2 separate regions of the Sus scrofa genome follow, and region 2 is linked to region 1. The links are chromatin contacts, called in public Hi-C maps. All regions are on one chromosome and are shown on one strand. The core of a region is the stretch at or near the end of the contact, and the rest is flanking DNA. Distances in the headings are between cores, read along the strand shown.

Region 1 (3,901 bases), core at 596-3,095:
TTCAGTCCCAGAATATTGCATAAAGAAGGTATGAGGAAAAAATAATTTGAGGTATAGAAAGAAGGGAAATGTTTAAGAAGCTACATTCATCAGTAAACAGAACACATCTCAGGCTTCTCTCAACAAATGAGCTAGGGAGCCCCCATCTTGGCGCAGTGGAAACGAATCTGACTAAAAACCATGAGGTTGTGGGTTTCATTCCTGGCCCTGCTCAGTGGGTTAAGGATCCAGCATTGCCGTGAGCTGTGGTGTGGGTCACAGATGCAGCTCAGATCTGGCGTTGCTGTGGCTGTGGCATAGGCCAGCAGCTATAGCTCCGATTAGACCCCTAGCCTGGGAACCTCCATATATTGCAGCTGTGGCCCTAAAATGACAAAAGACAAAAAAAAAAAAAAAAAAAAAAGAGCTAGATTCACTGATTGTAAAGAGAGGAGCAGATCAGCTCTAGCAGGAACACCTTAGCACTTAAGGTATTTAAGATGCTCCAAAATGAGACTTGCAGATTATAACATGAAGTCTTCTGGAAATCAAACTTGCAATGCAGTCAAATGATAAAAAGGGACAGTATTCCACACATTACAAGGAGTCCAAAGAGTGAATTTGTAAGGAGCTCTACAAACTCACTCTTTAGACAATAGCAGCAATCTTAAAATATTAGGGAGTTCCCGTCGTGGCTCAGTGGTTAACAAATCTGACTATGAACCATGAAGTTGCCGATTCAATCCCTGCCCTTGCTGAGTGGGTTAAGGATCCGGCATTGCTGTGAGCTGTGGTGTAGGTCACAGACAGGGCTTGGATCCTGCGTTGCTGTGGCTCTGGCATAGGCCAGCAGCTACAGCTCAGATTCAACCCCTAGCCTGGGAACCTCCATATGCCCTTCCTTGGGTGTGGCCCTTAAAAAAAAAAGAAAAGAAAAGAAAAAGCTACCTGGTCAATGGTTTGTACATTCCATTGTCAGTAAAAGGGTAGTTTTAAAAGCTAGTTGGTGTTGGCTGGTTAAGGAAGCATTCATCAAATATATTAAGGACGTATGAAGCTAGTAGTCAATAAAGCCACTAAGTTAGAGAAATTGATATTAGCATTATAGGAAGATCCCTACAACACTCCAGCCACAGCCACTCAAATCAAACTGAACACATCCCCCTGGTACTGATGGAAATCGCCATAGGACACTATGCCACAGAAGGGTGGCCACCAGGACTGAAGCTGCCACTAATAACACCACCAGGACCTGCACTCCCCGGGGGCCAAAAACACCCCTTCAGCTGCCAGTAGAGCATCAAGACGCTCAGCGCCTCACCTGCTACGCCGGTCATGACCATTAGGACCACCGGTGCCTTGGCCAGCATAGCCATCACTACGACCAAAATCACGGTCACTTCGACCCCGGCCAGGACCAGACACGAGGCCACCACTATAAACACGACCCAGCACCAAGTCCAGCAAGGTCAAGGCAGTTGCCACCGCCAGCGCCAAGACAGTGCCACTGCCACCCTCCCCCGACCCCAGTCCCCAGCGCGCCCGCGGCCACTGCCCAGCCCAGCACCACCGCTGTCCCAGGCCCCCGTTAGCCCTTCGGCCGCCCTCATCGGAGCAGCTGCCCTCATTGGAGCGTCCCTCGCCTGAACCCCTAGGGGTGACGTACCGCTCCAGCCGGCAGTGGGGCCAGGTGGCCGATGGCTTGGCGGAACAGGTAAACTAAGATGAGCGTGAAGGCGCAGGCGAGGAGCAGACTGGATAGGAGATTGACGCCAGTTACCTGCTCCATCGCCTGCCCAAGCACCGACCCCCCAGCTTGCAGTAAGCCCAGCAACACCATCCCGGCCGCCACCCTCACGTCAGTTTGCTGGGGATTCTGGAGGCCGAGGTCGCCGCGGCTCCTCCGAAACCACTGAGGGAGACTAGCCAGCAGATGGGCGTCGGAAAGCGGCGCCGGCCCGCAAGCCCCCTGCTGAACCCAGCCGCACCCCCTACTGCCGGCTCCCTCACGCACCACCCTGTACGTCACAGGAGTGGGAGGGGCTTCCTATGCCCACGCCCCATAAATTGTACTTCGTGCCGCGGTCATCTCCTTACGCAGGAGAGAGGACCTGAAGAATAATGCTGCACCTGTCGCACGGGTGGTACAGAGACAGACCAGAATGTGGCCTAAGAGGAGATAACCTCAGAATCGCGGTCCACCCCAACTTGGGTGTGCTGGGTGCGGGGCGCCAGGTCACGCGACCGGGATGAGATGGGCGGAAGGATCTCAAGGCGAGGGTTGTGAAGGTGGGGCAGGGGGAGCGCGCTTCGTGATTGCACCGCGCGCGCGTGAGGTGATCTCGGCCTATGTCGCGTCAGCTGGGCGGGTGTCTGAAGCACCGCCCCTTGCCCGGGCGCGCGGACCCGCCACAGCCGAACCTGCTCCTGGGCTGCTTCCTGGGATTTGGGGGAGTCTCTACGTTTTATGAAAATGGAGTTTGTGAAAGACGCCGTCCAGACACTGAAAGGTGGGACATTTGATGTCAGTCCCACCTCACCCCGGGTAAAACCAGTCTGATAGATGTTCAAAAGCGCGCTTCAAGGTAACAAGTCTCGCTTGTTGAGTATTCTGCGTTATACAAAAACAGGTTTTCCGAACCAACTTTAATGTTCAAGGCCGTCGTCACCTATTTCAGGCAACATTTCCCAAGAACGACAATTATTCTAGCTTTTTAGGACCAGAAAGGTTTTTAAGCGGGAGTTAAATCCTATGATTACAGTCGAGCTGGTTTCATCCTCTCCTGTGGTTTCAAATGAACATGTATAGAAAATGACTGCCAAATGGAACCCTCCTTTTAGATGACTGTCACAGACTCCCGACCAGATTCGTTTCTTTATTTAATCAGCGTTAAGAGCTAGGTGTCGTGCTAGGCACTGAGGATTCGGCAGGGAGTGAGAAAACTCGGCAAGGCCCTCTTGGAAGAAGCGGTAATAGCTAATTGCCTGTTGTGACACCGCTGGCTGGAGATCTGACACTCAAAGTTGATGCCAAACTAAACGTAAATCTCCGCCTTGCTCCTCCTGCAGTGCCTCTCAGGAAAGGCAGCACCGCCCACAAAATTGCCCTATTCCTCTGGTCCTCATGGCTGATCAGTCGCCAGGTCCTGTAATTCCACCGCCTTAAAAGTTTTTCCAGGCGTTCCTGTTATGGTTCAGCCGATTATGAACCCGACTAGTATCCATGAGGATGTGGGTTTGACCCCTGGCCTCTTTCAGTGGGTTAAGTATAGGGCCTTGCTGAGCTTTGGTGTAGGTGGCATATGTGGCCAGAATCTCTTGATTGGTGATGTAGGTGGGCAGCTGCAGCTCTGATTGGATTCCTAGCCTGAGAACTTCCATATGCCTCAGGTGTGGCCCTAGAAAGCAAAAAAAAAAAAGTTCTCTCCATTCTTGTGCCACCTCCTTAGCTCAGGTCCTCCTCATTGCTTGTCTGCATTACTGCAGGAATGCTACCTGATCTCCACTGCCACGCTTGTCTTTATCCTCCAGACTGCTGCCATTTCTTCTATCATTAAAGCTGTGTTGTAATCATCTCTATAGGTTTCCTCTGTTACAAGATGAACTTCAGAATATAGGGGTGGTGTCTTGTTTTTATATTCTGCATACCTACCATAGCAGTTCACCAAGTGTGGTTTCACAATCCTGGGATCTCCAGGACCCTTTCAGAGAGTCTGCAAACTCAAAGCTGTTTATAATAATGCTGTTATTTGGAGTTGCCACTGGTGCAATCGGTCAGGGATCAGTTGTTGTCTCCACAGCTTCTCTCTTTTGTGCAGTTTCCATCCCTGAGGTCCAGGGCAGTGGGTTAAAGATACACTTGCCACAACTCTGGTGTAGGCCGCAGTGGTGGCTCAGATTCGACCCCCTAGCCAGGGAATTT
Region 2 (3,901 bases), core at 389-2,888, 370 kb after region 1:
TGAACTAATTCTTACTGAAGCCTCAAAATGTAAAACAAAGATCAAGACCACTAAATTCTTAAATAGTGATGAAGGTAAAACAGCATCCACATCTTAGATAAAATTATCAGTTACTCTACATTACTATAAACTCATTAGGTGGGGATTTGAAGGCACGTGGAAAATCATCAAAGCTGAAAGCACAGGGCAGGGAGCAGCTACCTGGGACCAGGTGATAATAACTAACTCATCTCCAGCCAGAAGGAAGCTTATCAGGGCCAAGAGACTGCCTACTTTATAGTAAAAGAAATAATGGCAGGATCTGTTGAAATTAATGTGCTATGAAAGATAGGGGAAAATACTCTAGAAAAGGAGTTACAGAGAAGTAGCTAAAATGGAAAAGGGAGATATTTGAAATTATTGCAAACTGTTGAAATTACTGCAAACCAGTGGGTACTATGCATTCAGGATTTTCGAAGATTTCAAACAGCCTATCCTTTTAGCCCCTTAAGCAAGCACGCTCAAACTCGTAAACCAGGTGTCTCCACTTTACAATTAGGAAAATACAGATGTTGCATCTCTGTAACCATGCAAGTGTTAGAGCTATGAACCGCCACAACCACAAGGTGCAGAGCGCAAGTGAAAACAGAGGTTCAAGGAATTCTAACTACCTATGACCAAGTATGCATACTCCCACAGCACATTCCTGGAGCACCCCGGAGGTGTTTGGAGACACAGGAAGAAGGTTCATATTAATCTATCCCGCTCGTGGGACACAGGGCTCCACCTCTGTTAACCAATAGAGACTTCACAAACCAAGTCCGCCCCTCTTTCTGAAGGCCGGGACCACAGCCATGCAAGCACCTGGAAATCGCTGGCAGGAAAAACGTTTTCTAATAATGAAACAAAACAGAACAGAATCCCAAAAGACAAACAAACCCGACTTCTCAAGAGCTTTTCCAACCTGGAGTGAGGAATAGTTGAACGAAGAGGGAGAATATCGGGGCGTTTCAAAGCCCAGTTCCGGCGAGTAAAAGACCTGGAATACAGCAGGTCAACTCAAAGAAGCCGTGCTGCACTAGACGTGATGTGGCTGTCAAGAGCGCCCAGGCCAGCCCTGCCCGCAAGGGGTCCTCAGTGTGGCCTCTGAACCGGTCGGCGGGGCTGGGAAAGCAGCCCTAATCCCGCCGCCGGGAGAGGCCTGAGCGGCCGCTGCGTCCCTAAAAGGCCTGGGTCTCGGCCGACCGCAGACTGGCCAGCAGCTGTCCCAAGTCGGTGGTGAGAGCCCGGCACCAAGCGGGCGCCTTACCTGCAGCAGGTGTAGCTGGGCCACAAGGCGCCGCGGCAAGTGGAGGAAGCAGTCGCGAGCGTTGGTGAAGGCCACCGTCACGGCCGCCCCGCCTCCGCCAGCACCCGCCAGGCGATCGCCGCCCCACATTGTCTGCAGGCACCGACCCCCAGCCGCCCAACCTATCTTTCCCGGGCCAACCCCGCAGGTCGCGGGCGTCGGACCCGGAGACGATCGATCGGCCCCGCCCCCTAAGGCCCCGCGGCGCATCCGGAGCGGGAGGGGCCAGCACGCCTGCGCCTGTTCTCAGGGCCTTTCCGCCGCGCCGCTGGGGGGCGACACGTTCTTCACCAAATCCTCGCTCACAGGAAACGATGGCCGACGGTGTCGATTCTTCAGCCAATCTCGGAACGCCTTAACTCACCCCTCTCTCTTATTGGGTAAACGGTGGGGCAACGGGGCGGATGTTGTCGTTCGCGAGGGATAACACCGGCAAGATGGCGTTGAGCGGCGGGCAGCTAGGAGGCTTATTCGATCACCACGTCCAAAGGGCTGTATGCGACTCGCGGGCCAAGTATCGAGAGGGGCGCCGCCCTCGCGCTGTCAGGGTAAAGTGACTTTGGTTTCAATCGCTATCCCCGGTAGCTTTCTGTGAGTTCCAGCTTCACATGCCCAGCTTACGTAAATAACATCTTGAGAGGCTGCGGTCACATCGATTAACTGAAGAAGAATATGAAAAACGCTGGTACTCAAGTACCAAAGATGCTTGAGTGCTCTTTAGTCTACTGCTAGAACCTCAGCTCCGTGAGAAGAGGGCTGTGTTTCAGTCACTGTATCTTCCGTGTTTACAGTGGTCCTTGTTACATGGTAAACGCTCAGCGAATACTTGTTAACTCGTCCCTGTAACTTCTACCGAGCTAATTTGTGGAAAACACATTGATGGAAGATAATGTTACGTGCTTTAGCTAAAGGCCTTTGCAAGAAGGGTAAACTATTCATTATGTAGAGAGAGGGGCAAGTTTTTAGATTTCCTGTTTTTATGCAAACCAGTCGAAAGGTGTTTTTTTCAACTTTAAAAAAATATAGGATTAGATTTGTCCCAGGCTTCTTTGTGAAATACATTTAATGTGTCTGATTTCTTATAGGTTTACACGATCAATTTGGAATCTCGGTACTTATTAATACAAGGAGTTCCTGCAGTCGGAGCCATGAAGGAATTAGTTGAGCGATTTGCTTTGTATGGTGCAATTGAACAGTATAATGCTCTAGATGAATACCCAGCAGAAGACTTTACAGAAGTTTATCTTATTAAATTTCTCAATTTACAAAGTGCAAGGTAATATGCAAGTTAAACAGTGTCTCATTTTCTCCATTCCCGTTGCCTACATTTGGCCTCCCTCATTCATTTCTGAATTACCCAGTAACTAACATGACCCTGTATTCTTCTAGTCTTTTTAAATGTTAGCCCTACCAAACTCTTTCTATCACGTCATTCCCATGCTTAACAATTTTTTTGTGTGTGTAGTATGGTAGATTAAAAATTGGTTTGGGAGTAAATTTTCAAGTTTCACTGTTTACTAACATCATGACCATGGACAGGTTACTTGACCCCATTAAGACTGTTTTCTTATTCTTTAGACACCAGTATGGTAAAAGGACCTACTTACGGAGGTTGTGTGAGGATGACATGGATCCATGTATAGGGCTTAGCACAGTGCCTTCTATTCAGAAGGCAGTAAACATTAGGTATTGGATCTCTTATTTTATGGACCTGTGTAATTGAATCTCCTTCTATATAACATAAAATTTTCTCCAACAATTAAGTACGAAATGCCCTATCTCTTTTTTCCCTCATTTTAAAAAATGAAAGTGTTGATTTACAACCTTTCAGGTGTACAGCAAAGTGTTTCAGTTATACACACACACACACATATACCTATTTGTGTGTGTATACACACACACATTCCTTTTCAAATTATTTTCCTTTATAAGTTATTGCAGGATATTGAATAGAGTTCCCTGTGCTAACCAGTAGGTCCTTGTTGTTTATCTGTTTTACATATAGTAGTGTGTAGCTGTTAATCCCAAATCCCCAATTTAACCCTCTTCTTCCTTTCTACTTGGGGCCTTGGCTCTTTTTATGTTGACTCCTATTCTTATTGATAGGCTCCAAGACCCATCTTCTCTTGGCTGTTAGAATTCATATTTTCTTTTCTGTGCTACAGATAGCCCTTGTAGTCTTTCTGCCATAAATCACTTGGGTTAATGTCATCGTGTGTTGTTCTCAGGTTGCCGTTATATATAATCTCACTACCCTAACCAATTTGTCAGCTCCTCATGGTTAGGGATATTTTCTCATTGTGTATTTTAAGGAGTTTTGCATCTCTCACTCCACCTGGTACAGTAGGTCATGCAGTGTGACATCTGGATTTGAATCTTAGCTCCAAAAGCTAATGTGAGAATGGCCAAGTTATAAATCTCTCTAGGCTTCAGTTTCATCAGAGGGTTGTTGTGTTAATTCAAGAGAAGCACTTAAGCACTTTGGTCACTGCCTGGGATGTGGTAAAATCTCAGTAAGTATTTATCATTTTCCCTGGGCACTGAAGTGCTTATTTATTGTAGTAATTCCTGGCC

The links. Hi-C and Micro-C count contacts between places; a contact is called where the count stands out from the background.
Region 2: a contact with region 1 is called in a Hi-C map of liver, with 4 times the contacts expected there. The contact joins the promoter of PEX1 here to the promoter of CYP51 in region 1. A contact is called at or near these places in 3 of 47 Hi-C or Micro-C datasets (heart right ventricle and liver) and 1 of 2 datasets of contacts at active chromatin or transcription factors (alveolar macrophages).

What each region holds. Positions count from the first base shown.
Region 1 is chr9:72,077,302-72,081,202 of Sscrofa11.1, forward strand. CYP51 (cytochrome P450, family 51, subfamily A, polypeptide 1) reads right to left here and starts at 1,846. Exons shown (of 10, transcript NM_214432.1): 1 at 1,646-1,846. The coding sequence starts at 1,819. LOC102158687 (a long non-coding RNA gene) reads left to right here and starts at 2,428. Exons shown (of 3, transcript XR_002347031.1): 1 at 2,428-2,564.
Region 2 is chr9:72,443,080-72,446,980 of Sscrofa11.1, forward strand. It overlaps PEX1 (peroxisome biogenesis factor 1), which reads right to left and starts at 1,639. Exons shown (of 23, transcript XM_021102380.1): 1 at 1,289-1,639. The coding sequence starts at 1,537. It overlaps RBM48 (RNA-binding protein 48), which reads left to right and starts at 1,732. Exons shown (of 5, transcript XM_003130141.5): 1 at 1,732-1,875; 2 at 2,413-2,603. The coding sequence starts at 1,732.